Linked DNA regions of Rattus norvegicus: region 1 is linked to region 2. Evidence: chromatin contacts called from public Hi-C data. All regions are on one chromosome and are shown on one strand. The core of a region is the stretch at or near the end of the contact, and the rest is flanking DNA. Distances in the headings are between cores, read along the strand shown. Region 1 overlaps Akap6 (A-kinase anchoring protein 6). Region 2 has its middle 79 kb from the start of Akap6.

What was found. A called contact is a pair of places that touch in the nucleus more often than the background predicts.
Region 1: a contact with region 2 is called in a Hi-C map of the A7r5 cell line, with 6 times the contacts expected there. The contact joins two enhancer-like sites. A contact is called at or near these places in 3 of 12 Hi-C or Micro-C datasets (the A7r5 cell line, the Rat2 cell line and frontal cortex).

The regions. Positions count from the first base shown.
Region 1 is chr6:76,115,966-76,121,533 of GRCr8, forward strand. All of the region lies in intron 4 of Akap6 (A-kinase anchoring protein 6), which reads left to right. Among named protein-coding and RNA genes, the nearest start is that of Akap6, 200 kb to the left of the region's middle. Within about 2 kb of position 4,231, at least 9 of the 93 cell types and tissues checked have an H3K27ac peak or open chromatin away from gene starts, as enhancers often do. A contact at or near this core is called in the A7r5 cell line, where this site is marked.
Region 2 is chr6:75,837,659-75,843,719 of GRCr8, forward strand. No RefSeq gene overlaps it. Among named protein-coding and RNA genes, the nearest start is that of Akap6, 79 kb to the right of the region's middle. Within about 2 kb of position 2,288, at least 28 of the 93 cell types and tissues checked have an H3K27ac peak or open chromatin away from gene starts, as enhancers often do. A contact at or near this core is called in the A7r5 cell line, where this site is marked.

The DNA of each region.
Region 1 (5,568 bases), core at 2,981-5,480, 280 kb after region 2:
GGCATGAAATAGAATAAAAACAGTGAGGAGAAATTAGAGAAGGGAGTGCCTGAAGCAAATGGACTTTAACATAGGTTAAAATTTAACATGATATCTAGACCCATAACTAACACGAGTGCATGAGCCGTATCCCAAAGGGCAAGTCTTGCCTAAGCCCGTTTATTTATACTGTGGTTCTGTTTACTGGTTTACTTTATTTTGTTCTATTTCTTCTTAGAATTACTGAACAGTCATACCTAGGGCCTCTTACAGGCCAGGCTAGGCTAAGCAATCAAACCCAGAGCCTCTTACATGCTGGGCTAGGCTAAGCAATCGAACCCAGGGTCTCTTACACAGTAAGCTAGTACTCCACCACTCGGTTACATGCCTAGGCTGTTTGTAAAGTAATGTTTTATGGGAACACAGTCATGCTTTTTTTCTGTGGATGTTCTGCCTCATAACGATAGACTTGAAGAGTTGTGACAGGAAATATGCAGCCTGCAAAGAATGAAGTACTTCCTTTCTGGCTGTCAGTGGAGCCAAGTTCCTGGCCTCTGCCCTTGATTGAGGACCAAAGGAGGAAACTCGTTTCTGAGTAGCAAATATTAGATGCCAGGCTCTGCAGTAGGTCTCCTCCTGTAATTTATACAACAACCCTATTGAAGACTTGTCCCGTTCTGCAGATGATGAATCTGAGGATCAAATGGGCTGAAGGTCACATGGTTGCTAACTCTAAGGGCTAGAATCCGAGTGAGATGCTAGACAGGACTTGATCTGTGAGAGACACTGAAATGCCACGGAATTCAGACTGTAATCATATGAATAGATAAAAATCGATTTATCAGGCCCGCAGAAGCACTTCTGGGTTAGTAAGTGGGCACTGGGAACTCTTCATAATGACTGTGTGGGAAACAGCCACTTGTCTAAAGTGGGAAATTCTTGGATCTATCGAAAGAGCCGAGTAACGCCTAGGAGGGCTTCGGGATGCAGCACTGGGTGGTGCCACCTCAGATAAGACTTGTGTGACACACTGGGTCTTCTTTCACACTCTGGGTTTTTGGCTAACACTGTCCTGGAAAGCGACACCATTCGGTCGGAGTCAGTGACACTAAGCTGACTGACGCATGCCCATCTCTCCACAGAGATAAAGTGTCTCCCAACACCAGATGGCGGTATCTGGCTACAGTTAAATGGCTCAGCTGTTGCTGTGTTTCCTTCTCAGAGACATATACACCACGTTTAAGAATTTGCTGCCAGCTGGGGATGTCGCTGCTCGTAAATTATTTTGGATTCAGTGCAGTACAGACTTAGTTCAGACCTTGCTCTTGGTAACTGGGTTGGACGAAATTGTCATCCTGTCTGCACAACGAAGCTGTCCTTGTGCTCAGAGATGAAGCTGAGAAGGCCTGGGTTGAGTGTGGAGGGCGGATTAAAGTGACACTGGTTTTGACAATCTTCCCATGGTAAAATGGGTACAGACAGGCCCCGTCTTTTCAGACTTCATTCCGGTTACGTGCTGACACCTCCATGATCACACTCTGACAGTGGTCTTTCTTCCCTGTTTTTCCTTCATTGTGGTTACCAAAACTGACATAATAAAGCTTGCCATTTTAACCATTTGAGGTGTACAGTTCATTAGTGCGGGGTATTCACATTCTTGTGAAACAGCTTTTCAGGACTCTTGCCAGTGGTTCTCAACCTTAACGCTATGGCTGGCCCTTTAATACACTTCCTCACATTGTTGTGACCTCCAGTCACACAATTATTTCTGTTGCTACTCCATTACTATAGTTTTGCTACTGTAGTAAATCATAATGCAAATACCTATGTTTTCTAATGGTCATACACCCCTGTGAAAATGTTGTTCGACCCTGCATGGTGCATGGGTTGAGAACTACTATTCTATGCCATTAAACAATGACTCCCTTCGTCTCAGCCCCTGGCCTCTGATTTTAAGTACGCTGGCAGCGGCATCTGCATAGAATGATGCCATGTCTTTCCTGTGACTGATTTATTTCACTCAGCACAAGTCAAATCCAAGTTTTGTTCATGCTGTCTACCCATATGACCCCCATAGTATGAACCACAGTTGCATCTCCTTATTCAGAGCAAGAATAAGTCATAATATCATAACATAATATAATATGGTGACATATACAATGATTCACTGGATGCCACACACCCAGATTTTCCTCTGACTTAAACTGGCTTCTCTCACCGTCTTTGTGACCAGGTACCTGATGAAGTAGCTTAAGGGAGTGCATGCAGTTAGAAGGGACACAGTCCATCATGACAGGGAAGGCATGACCACAGACAGCTTCATGACAGGCTGACGTGGCTGGGACTCTCCACTTTGCAGCAGAACTGGAAACAGAGGCTAGACTGGAAACTGGATGGGTAAAACTATGTCAACCTCAGGGTCACCCCCAGAAACTCATTTCCTGCAACAAATCACCTCCTAAAAGTTCCATGACCACAATAGCAAATGGCTGGGGAGCACATGTCCAAGTGTGTGAGCATGTGGGGGCCATTTCACATACAAATGGTGAAAGTACCCCACTGGTCCTGTTAGGTAGAGCATGAGAACCACTCACTCTTCCTCCCACAGGGCCCCCCCCCTTGTCTCTACATTTGCTCTCTTTCCACCTTTTCTCTCATTACTACTTCTTTTCTCTTCTGGACCTTGTGTTCACTCTAGCTCCTGAGAAAGAAAAAGTGAAAGGCAGCCTGTTTTCTTCTGTGGACATGCATGTCTGACACATTACTTCTCACATGCCACTGGTCCGGGTCACCAGGGAGCTTCCAAAATGAACCGGTGTGTTATTACTACAGCTATGTCTTGCTGTAGCTGCTTGTTGGAACAGCTTGGTAGAAGGAGGGCACTATGAAGTTAGAAGAAAAGGGGCCAGAGAGGGAATCTGAATGTCAAACGTCTGTACAGCAAAGCTAGGAAATGAATCTGTTTAATGAATGCATAAATGAGTGAATGAATGATTGAATGTTTCGTTAAGTGTGAGCTTCTTCTAGACTAGGGTTGCAAACCAATGATCTAAGGGACCAGGTGGATGGTGTAAATGAGCCGTGTAGGATTGTATAAATGAGGGACAGTGGGCTGATTCAACTGGAGCCCACACAAGGCGTCTAAAGGACAACACCTCTCTGCTTCAGATGGCATTTGCATAGGAATGTGGCTTTGTGTGACAAGAGATTTAAAAGTAAGTAGGAAACCTACATTTTATGTGAAAGCTCCCAATTCTAAAATTTGGATCCAAGCGGTTTTAAAATAGACCCAACAAACATACTCATGGCAAAGATTTGGCTTCAAGTTACTAATCTGCAATCTTTTTTCTTAAATCTGCAATCTTTAATGGGAGACTAACTATGGTTTTTAAGCATATAGGATTGGCAGCTTCCAAACATTGAGTTGACTCTCGTCTGGGGTCATGCCTCTAAACCAGGGTGATTTTCAGCTGTGACTGCTCATTAGAACTGCTAGAGGTCATTCCAAACATCCCAGTCTCAAACTTTACCCCAGAGCAAGTCAGGATCTATTGTTTATCGCTTTATAAACTCTTCAAGTAGGTCTGGCAAGATGGCTCTGTTCATAAAGGTGCTTGCTGTGCAAGCCTAGAGACCCGAGTTTGATCCCCAGGACCCACTATAGGAAAATGGAGAGAATCAACTCCACAACTGCTCTGACTGCTATACTCGTGATATGGCAACACATATGCACACGATAATAAAAATTATTAAAGTTCTTCAAGCAGTTGCAATATTCAATTAAATTGGACAATAATCTTTTAGGGCTAATTTCGAAGGGTTTTGCAATAGGCTGCTTATGTTACTACAGAACTGTGGATCCATGAAGATGATTCATTATGTTTCTGCGTCTGTCTTACAATAAGAAAGAGGAGAAAAGGCTGGTTTCAAATTTCAAGTTGAAATTTGGGGGCTGGGAGAAGTAAAAATTTAATAAACGGTTCAGAGGGACCACATCAAGTTAGGTTACGCAGTAAATCTTAAATGCCAACGCTGTGGCCATAATCCGAGTTGAGAATTCTAAATCAACACAATGCTTTTAAAGATAAGCCCACAGAAGTCTCTTTAGGGATAATAACAAGTCTTCAGTGTAATGTATTGTAGCAACGCCAGGAGAGACAAGCAGCCTCGAATTAACCCTGCTGATAGATTTGTTGAGCATGTCAAGGTCATTGTTCAAGGTTGGTTGAGAAGAACCACAGATTAGAAGCAAATTCTTTCTTGGTTTCCCAGGAGGAATGTGGCAACAATGCCTTCTGTGGTTTCTGCAAAGCTTTCTATGGGCCTTGACAGAATATCAGTGAGGCTTTAGCACCACCGTGAGGCCATGCTCTGCACTGCAGCTGGTTCTCTTGAAAAAAAAAAAACAAAAAAACAAAAAAAACCAAACAAAAACAAAAACAAAAACAAAAAAACAAAACAAACAAACAAAAAACAAAAAACCAAAAAACGTTCTGTACTTTTTCTTAGAAAGGCCATGACTAGGCAACAAACCCAGATATCAATATGATTACAGCAGCAAAATGCAGTTAACATTCAGGTTTACATTTTGAAGACAGTTTTAATTTTGAGAGGAGAGCGAGAAGGAGACGAAGATAGGGATATAGGGGAAGTTGAGGAGAGAGGATAAAGAGAGAGAGGGAGAGAAGGTGGGGGGAGGGGAAGGGGGAGGGGAAGGGGGAGGGGGGAAGGTGGAGAGGGATAGGGGAGGCTCTTGCTTTTTCTAACTTGTGCACTCCAGGCTAGCTAGACCATGAGTGTTTTCCCAGTTCCCACCCACCAGCTTATAGGAGCAGTGGGGTTGCTGGCTTGATAGCATCTCCAGCTTTTGACACGGTTTCTGGGGACATTTCAGGCCGTCAGGTTTACACGGCAGCTTTTATCCGTCAAGCTATCTTGCTGGCCCACATTTAAAAATCCAATTAAAGCTATGCTTAGGACCCCAGTGAATTATTCTCTTCTCCTTTAAGCACAAAACAATAACCTTTTTTTTTATTACCATGTGGCATTTTTGGAAGGAGACAATTACAAATCTGAGCAAAATCCTCTCTTGCTTACCTATAGCATTTCGGGAAAGATAATAAGTAGTCATTCCTTTCATACTCTATCATATTTGATTAATAAAATGTATAGATAACGCAGTGTTGTTGGTGAAGGGAGATAGAAAAGCTACTACCCTGTCCAATGACTTCACAGTGGCAGTTGGCTTTAATTCATAACCCCACTTATTAATTATGGATAGCTAAGCCTCCTAACGTTTACGACTAAAGCTCTGTGGTTTTCTCTGATTCTATTGCTTGAGATAGGGTCTAACTCTGTAGCCCAGGCTGGTCTCGAACTTGCTTTGTAGTGAGAGTTTGTCTCAGACTTGTGGTCCTCCTCCTGGCTTGACCTCCCGAGTGCTGAGATTGCTGTGAGAACCACTGCGCTTAGGTGCCCTTTGTAGTTTTGAGATATGATGTATTTCATCACACTGTTGCATTGACTGTTTTGTGAAATCCCGAAGAGTACAGATACACGCATGCTAATCTTCATGTTATTATGAATTCC
Region 2 (6,061 bases), core at 1,038-3,537:
GAGGTCAGGGCAGAAAGGAAACCATTCCATGGAAGACTGTCCCTGGAATGGCATCTGCATCAGAGTTCTTGAGTCACTTTGAGATTCTTCAAATTTGGGGCTTGGCATTTGTGAGAAGCAATCATATCATATCACAAAGGGTGGCGACAGCTCTAGAGGGGCAGTAGTCATGGGATATATTGTTTCATCTTGGATTAATACCATATTTATTTCTCTTGGGGCACATCTGAAGTGGAAACTTAAGGGTTCTTTGGAAGGTTGGTCGGATGCTGTTTTGCTGGGGCAAATGTGTGAAGGAACATTTAGCTGAAGTGGACACAGATGAAATACTAAGGCAAACTCGTGAAGGAGCGTTTGGCTGAAGCAGACACAGGAGAAAGGATGTTCTGCTAAAGCAAGCACGTGAAAGGACACGTGATGAATTCTTTACTAACAACACTTGTGTATTGGTTCACTTTACATTGTGTAGTTGAGCTGTGTTTGTTGGGACTCCATAGATAGAAATCCACCAAAAACCTTCTGGTGATATGCTGCAGTTTCTTGTCATTTCTACAGACTTGGGCTGATTGGCTGAGTAATGTCAACTGAGACAGACGAATGTGCGGAGGCAAGACCTGTGGAGGATAGGTGATGTTTGGAGGGTATAAATAGGAGCTGATGGACACTGGTGTGGGCTGAGCTTGGCTTGCTTATAGATCTAGCCTTGCAATGCTTGTTGGTCTAGCATCTTCACTGATCTTCTCTTCTTCACTGAGAGAGGCGCAGCCGAGCTCTTTTCCAGGCATTCCTCTCTGGTCCCTTCTGCTGACTCAAGCCAAGTCTGATGCGTGGCTGTCTCTTCTGGGTTGTGTCACTGCTGTTGCTAACTCGACTCTACTGAATTTGACTGCTGGTGTATCCATGACGTGTTTGTAAGTGGATAGAGCTGCTGCTGCCCGCTAACCTGTGAACTGAACTGCTGATGTCCATACAACACAGTTGGGAGTTGCACCAAAGAACCTTTCTAAGCAAGACCACTTCCCTCATAGCCTTTCTTTCCCACTCCCTCTGGTGGGGTGGTGGGCTAAAAGGGAGATTATAAAACATTTAAGAACCATCATTAAAAATAAGTTTTGAAGAAAATTAAAGTTATAAAGATTCATTCTCTGTGTGGAAATGTTAATTGTTCATACTTGGAGGTAAGTTGGTGGATATTTTTTCATTAATGAATTTTAAAATTTTTTGTACAACTCCTCCACAAACAAAAACAACACACCACCTGAGCTCCATACCTAAAACCATGGGGGAAGAAACTGGTCTCTACAAATTGTTATCAGACCTCCCCCCAACACTCTCTCTCTCTCTCTCTCTCTCTCTCTCTCTCTCTCCCTCTCTCTCTCTCTCTGTCTCTCTCTCATTTTTTTTTAAACCTTAAAAAAATCCACAATCTGGGGCTGGAGAGATGGCTCATCGGTTAAGAGCACTGACTGCTCTTCCAGAAGTCCCGAGTTCAATTCCCAGCAACCACATGATGGCTCACAACCATCTGTAATGGGATCCGATGCCCTCTTCTAGTGTGTCTGAAAACAGCTACAGTGTCATATAAATAAAATAAATAAATAAATAAAAATCCACAATTTATCAAAATGCTTCCTTTGTCATGACAACTTGCCTAGAAATTTGAAAAGACCTTCGATATAGGGTATACCATTTCCTCCCATATTTGCCCAGGATTGATGCACAGTTGACTGAAGCCAGGGACTGGCCATCTGTGAGCATTTTGCTGCAGCTAAACTGGGGGCTGACAGAGGTTGATGGTAGTTATTTGTATATAAAGAATTACTTCCCAAAGTCTTAGCTATCACATACCAAGAAAGATGATTGTGAAATGCAGGAACAAACTCAAGTATTTCCCAGCTGTTGTGGTACAGTTGGTATGCGTAATTCTGCCTGATAGTATTTACCTCTTGGTTGTCTAAGCAGAACTTTGTGGTGGCAAGTAAGGATTAGTGGGCACATCCAGCAGTTATCAAGGTAAGTGGTTGTGCCAGTGAGCCTTACACTCAAACACTCAGCTTGGTGATGTCCAGCTACCCTCTTAAGTTGTACTGTTTGAGAGGTTTGTCCAGGAATTATGTGCTGCACAGATCTTGTGAAGACAGAGGCCTAGCTAGAATGTTTCCCAGGACTCCGAAGCCTCCGTCACTTCTCATCTAAGCTCCTTGAGCATGGACATTGCAACAGCAACCCCTAGTGTGTTACAGGGTGAAAACAGGACTCTAGCTAATGAGGTGAGCTGGAGCAGGACGTGGCAAACAGGCATCTTGGTGTTCATTGAGCAACACAGGCAGATCTAAATGAGCAACATCGTGGTGTTTTCTAGGTCTCTACAGCTGGGGAAGGAGAAGACAGCAGGATGTTAGGTTTTAGATTACTTTAGAAGAGAATGCATATCCTAAGAAGAGGCAAAGAGTAGGAGGGAATCAGTAGGCCACTGGAGGAGAGAGCTGTTCTCATGAGCAATTTGCTATTCTCCCAAAGACCGAAAAACTTGGCTGTGCACAGGGGGAGTGGTTAGGGCTTTGCTCACGAAGGTCTTGCAGCTGATCATTCAGATTGGAGGCCTACTGTGGGGGCAAAAGTCTTTTCCCCCTAAGGTGGTTCAATTGAAATTCTAGAGATGTCAAACAATAACCTAAAGGCTGTCAAAGTGTACATGGATGATAGATATTTACTAATTCTAGAGTTTTGATTAAAAGGACTAGACCCAAGCAAGACAGGGAACTAAGAAGGAGGTGGTGGTGAAGGTGGCAATGGAGACACGAATCAGGGAGTATGGGTGTGAGTACAACAGACCCCACTTCACAGAGCTCACAGTTTGTTCGGTTGCCAAGGATCAGCTCGCCACAGCCCACAGCGTAGACCTTGGCGTTTGCATGTTTCAAGCATGAGTCACATACAGGCAGAGCGGGATTCCTCAAATGGAAAGTACCCACAGTTCAAGATGTTGTCTCCTGCTTGCCCTGTCTGTCTCTTCTGAAAAAGTGTAAAAAGTCCACCAGAGGGCTGTTTTCTAAAGAAGGCGTGATGAAGCCAGGTACTTTTGACTGGTGACAATGACAAACCTTGAGGTGACAGGATGGTGATGATGGGGTAAATCCTGACCCCAGGGGTGCTGAGCTGTGACTTTAAGGACTCTCTTTCTCAGGTCAGGTTTCATTCCCCATAGAAGCAGCTGCATTGATTCCTGCCAGGTTCTTTCCAGCAATAAAAAACATTCGGTCTCTCGAGGTGGATACCATTCGAGAAGGGACAGAGCCAGGACATCTTGGGGACACTGTTATTTGGGGAGGAGGATAAGACCAGACTGAAACTGAAAAGCAGAGAGGGGAACATGAAGAGGAAGTGTGACTCTAAAAAATCAAATTCAGGCTGCTTAATACTTAATGCTAGGACCTTCATTCCCGGGTTCATTTTCTCACTCGCAGCTGCTTAGATCTGAGAGTGGCGCTGTGTATATGATTGTTTTATGTTTCAGAGAAGCCCAGTTAGTTTTACTTTTCTAGTTCAAATTGTTTTTCACAACAACTCACAAAGCTCACAGTTGTAGCCGATTCCTAAGTTGCAGTGGCTTCTTTAAGAACTATGAGGTGTGGGATTTTTGATGTTGTTGTTGTATGGGGTGATTTTCTATTAGCTTTCTTGTTCAGGGCAGGGTACTGCAGACTGAAATGCTTAGTCCTAGAAAGCAAGCCATCTGACTTGTGTTATACCTGAAATATCCAGCTAGAATATGTTTTAGGAAATGGCTTTTCGCCTTGAAATATGAATTCCAGTACAGAGACACTGAATCACGGTTTTTCTTTCATGTAACTGACAACCGCACAACTTTTCTCCTTAAAAAGAGGCAATGCCAAATCCATGGACTGATTTGTTCTTGGAAAAGACTAAAATTACACCTTCACAAACACAGGCGACAGATGACCAGTCAAAGCTTTCACTGGGGCTAGTGCTGTTTTTAAATGCAGAAGCTACCTGCTGGGTTGTCTAAGGGGTAGAGGGTATTGACAGGGCCTTTGCAGTTTATCACCCAGGCTTTCCCTGTGTTGTGCTTATTTCTGCCATTGTTGCTTCTCTGTGAAAGCCAAAGTGTCATGTAGATAGGATTGTGGGGTGGAATGTGTTTTAGAATTTGCAGCATCCTTCCCAACACGTGAACCATTTACAAAAAATGTTTTTCACCTTGGTGGTTGAATTCAGAGACATGTGCCTGCTAATCACACCTTTAGCCCTGCTGGCTTTTAAAGAACTGATACCAAGGATCTTCTGAGAGACAAAATAAATAAAAAATGTTGGATGGTTTAGGAATTTCCAATGTGAGCGTTCTGCCACCTGCTGGAAAGGAATCGGTAAGCTCTGAAAGGCGAGAAGCAGAGAAGTTGGTAGAGTTGTGGTCGCCCCCAACTCCCACCCCCACCCCCATCCCGTCACTCTCAAGGTTGGACAGAGGAAAATAAAGCCCTAAAAGACTTTGTGTGTTTGGTTTTCTATCGAATCTCACAAGCTGAGAGCTGGTTATCCCACAGGGATTTCTCCTCTGACCTGTTGAACTCTCTCTTCCAGTTCAGGCGTGGGCTGCTTTGGGCGTCTTTAATCTTCTTAAGTCTAGGGACCCAGTATGTTGCCTGGTGTTCTCCTACTTACCTTGGTTTAAAGGGAACACAAAACAAAATATGTAAGCCAAGTTAGGCACCTTCATAAGCCCGAGGGACCAACTGACCTACTGAGAAAAGAAATAGCCTGTTTCTCTCTGTAAGGAGTCTCGCATGGCTTTTTATTAAACGATGCAGATCAGAGGTGTAAAGTACCATCCTCTAGACAAACTACTCTCGCCTTCCTGAGATAAGCCCTACCTGTTGGTAGCGGGCACCCATGGAGCCCGAGGACTGCTGTCATCATCTCCTAGAGAGGGCGTGGGAAGGGGATTGAACCCTCACTAGTGTGTATGGCCACCTCCCCCAGCCGTGTGCATACAGCTCTGCTCTAATTACATGTGGCCTCTGAGTCTGGGAAGGACTGAGGTGTATGAGCTGGGGAAGATTAGGGACAGGGGCTCCACCAGCAGCTGAAGAGGAAGCCACCATCCATGTTGGGTGAAGACTTTGTGTGTGGCTGCTTTGGGGCCACAATTGCTCCTGTCAGTGCACCCTTGACTCACGCTGTACTCGTAAGTCCAATCAATGTTCTCGTTGCCCAAGGTCAAATTTAGAGGACTTAAAACTTTGGTTTGTCATTGAGATTTGGGAGTGTTTGTAGGGTAGACATTTACATCTCTCTCCGAGAAGGAATTTGGGTGACAAGAGTTAAAAATGTTCATTTTCTTGGCCAAAGGAAATGTTAACAGCAATAAATCAACTCTCCCAACTCCTTACAAATGTTTTCCAATCTATGAAATCCCCAAATTTGGGCAAGCACAGTTTTAAAACCCTATGGCCTTGGCTTTTCTTTCATGTGACAACTTGTGAAAAAAAAAACCGGGGTCAACAATTCTCAGTTGTGACTTCTGCCTCTTCCCTGGAAAATTCTCCATGGACTTTTCTGTGCTGTGACCCACATAGAAACATAAAAATAAAAGCACGGTGGAGTGAGGGTGACGTCTCCTCACTAACTGGGTCGATGCTTCCTAGACGGATTTTGTCTGTAGTAAATGCTTGGCCCAATTTCATAGCCCGTTGGATCATTTTCTTTCTCTGGAGCTCTGGCTGGAGGATGACCTTCTTGGCTGATGTGTATATGGTCCTCCCATGGGGAAAACTTAGATTTTTGGCAACCAGGCCCTCAAGGCAACTGGGACAGGATGCAGAGGCCCAGCTTCCCCACCCTAATGAAATTCCTCAAACACACAATACTTTCGAAATATTTTCACACAGGAGTACAGCATTTTAATATCTATGTTTAGCTGAAAAAAAGTATTAGCAACTAAACTAATAAAACCAACTTTATTATTAAGGGATATCATTATGATTCCCCCCCCCCCCAAATGTTTTGAAGTCTTAATTCAGGCAACCTGTGACAATTAAAA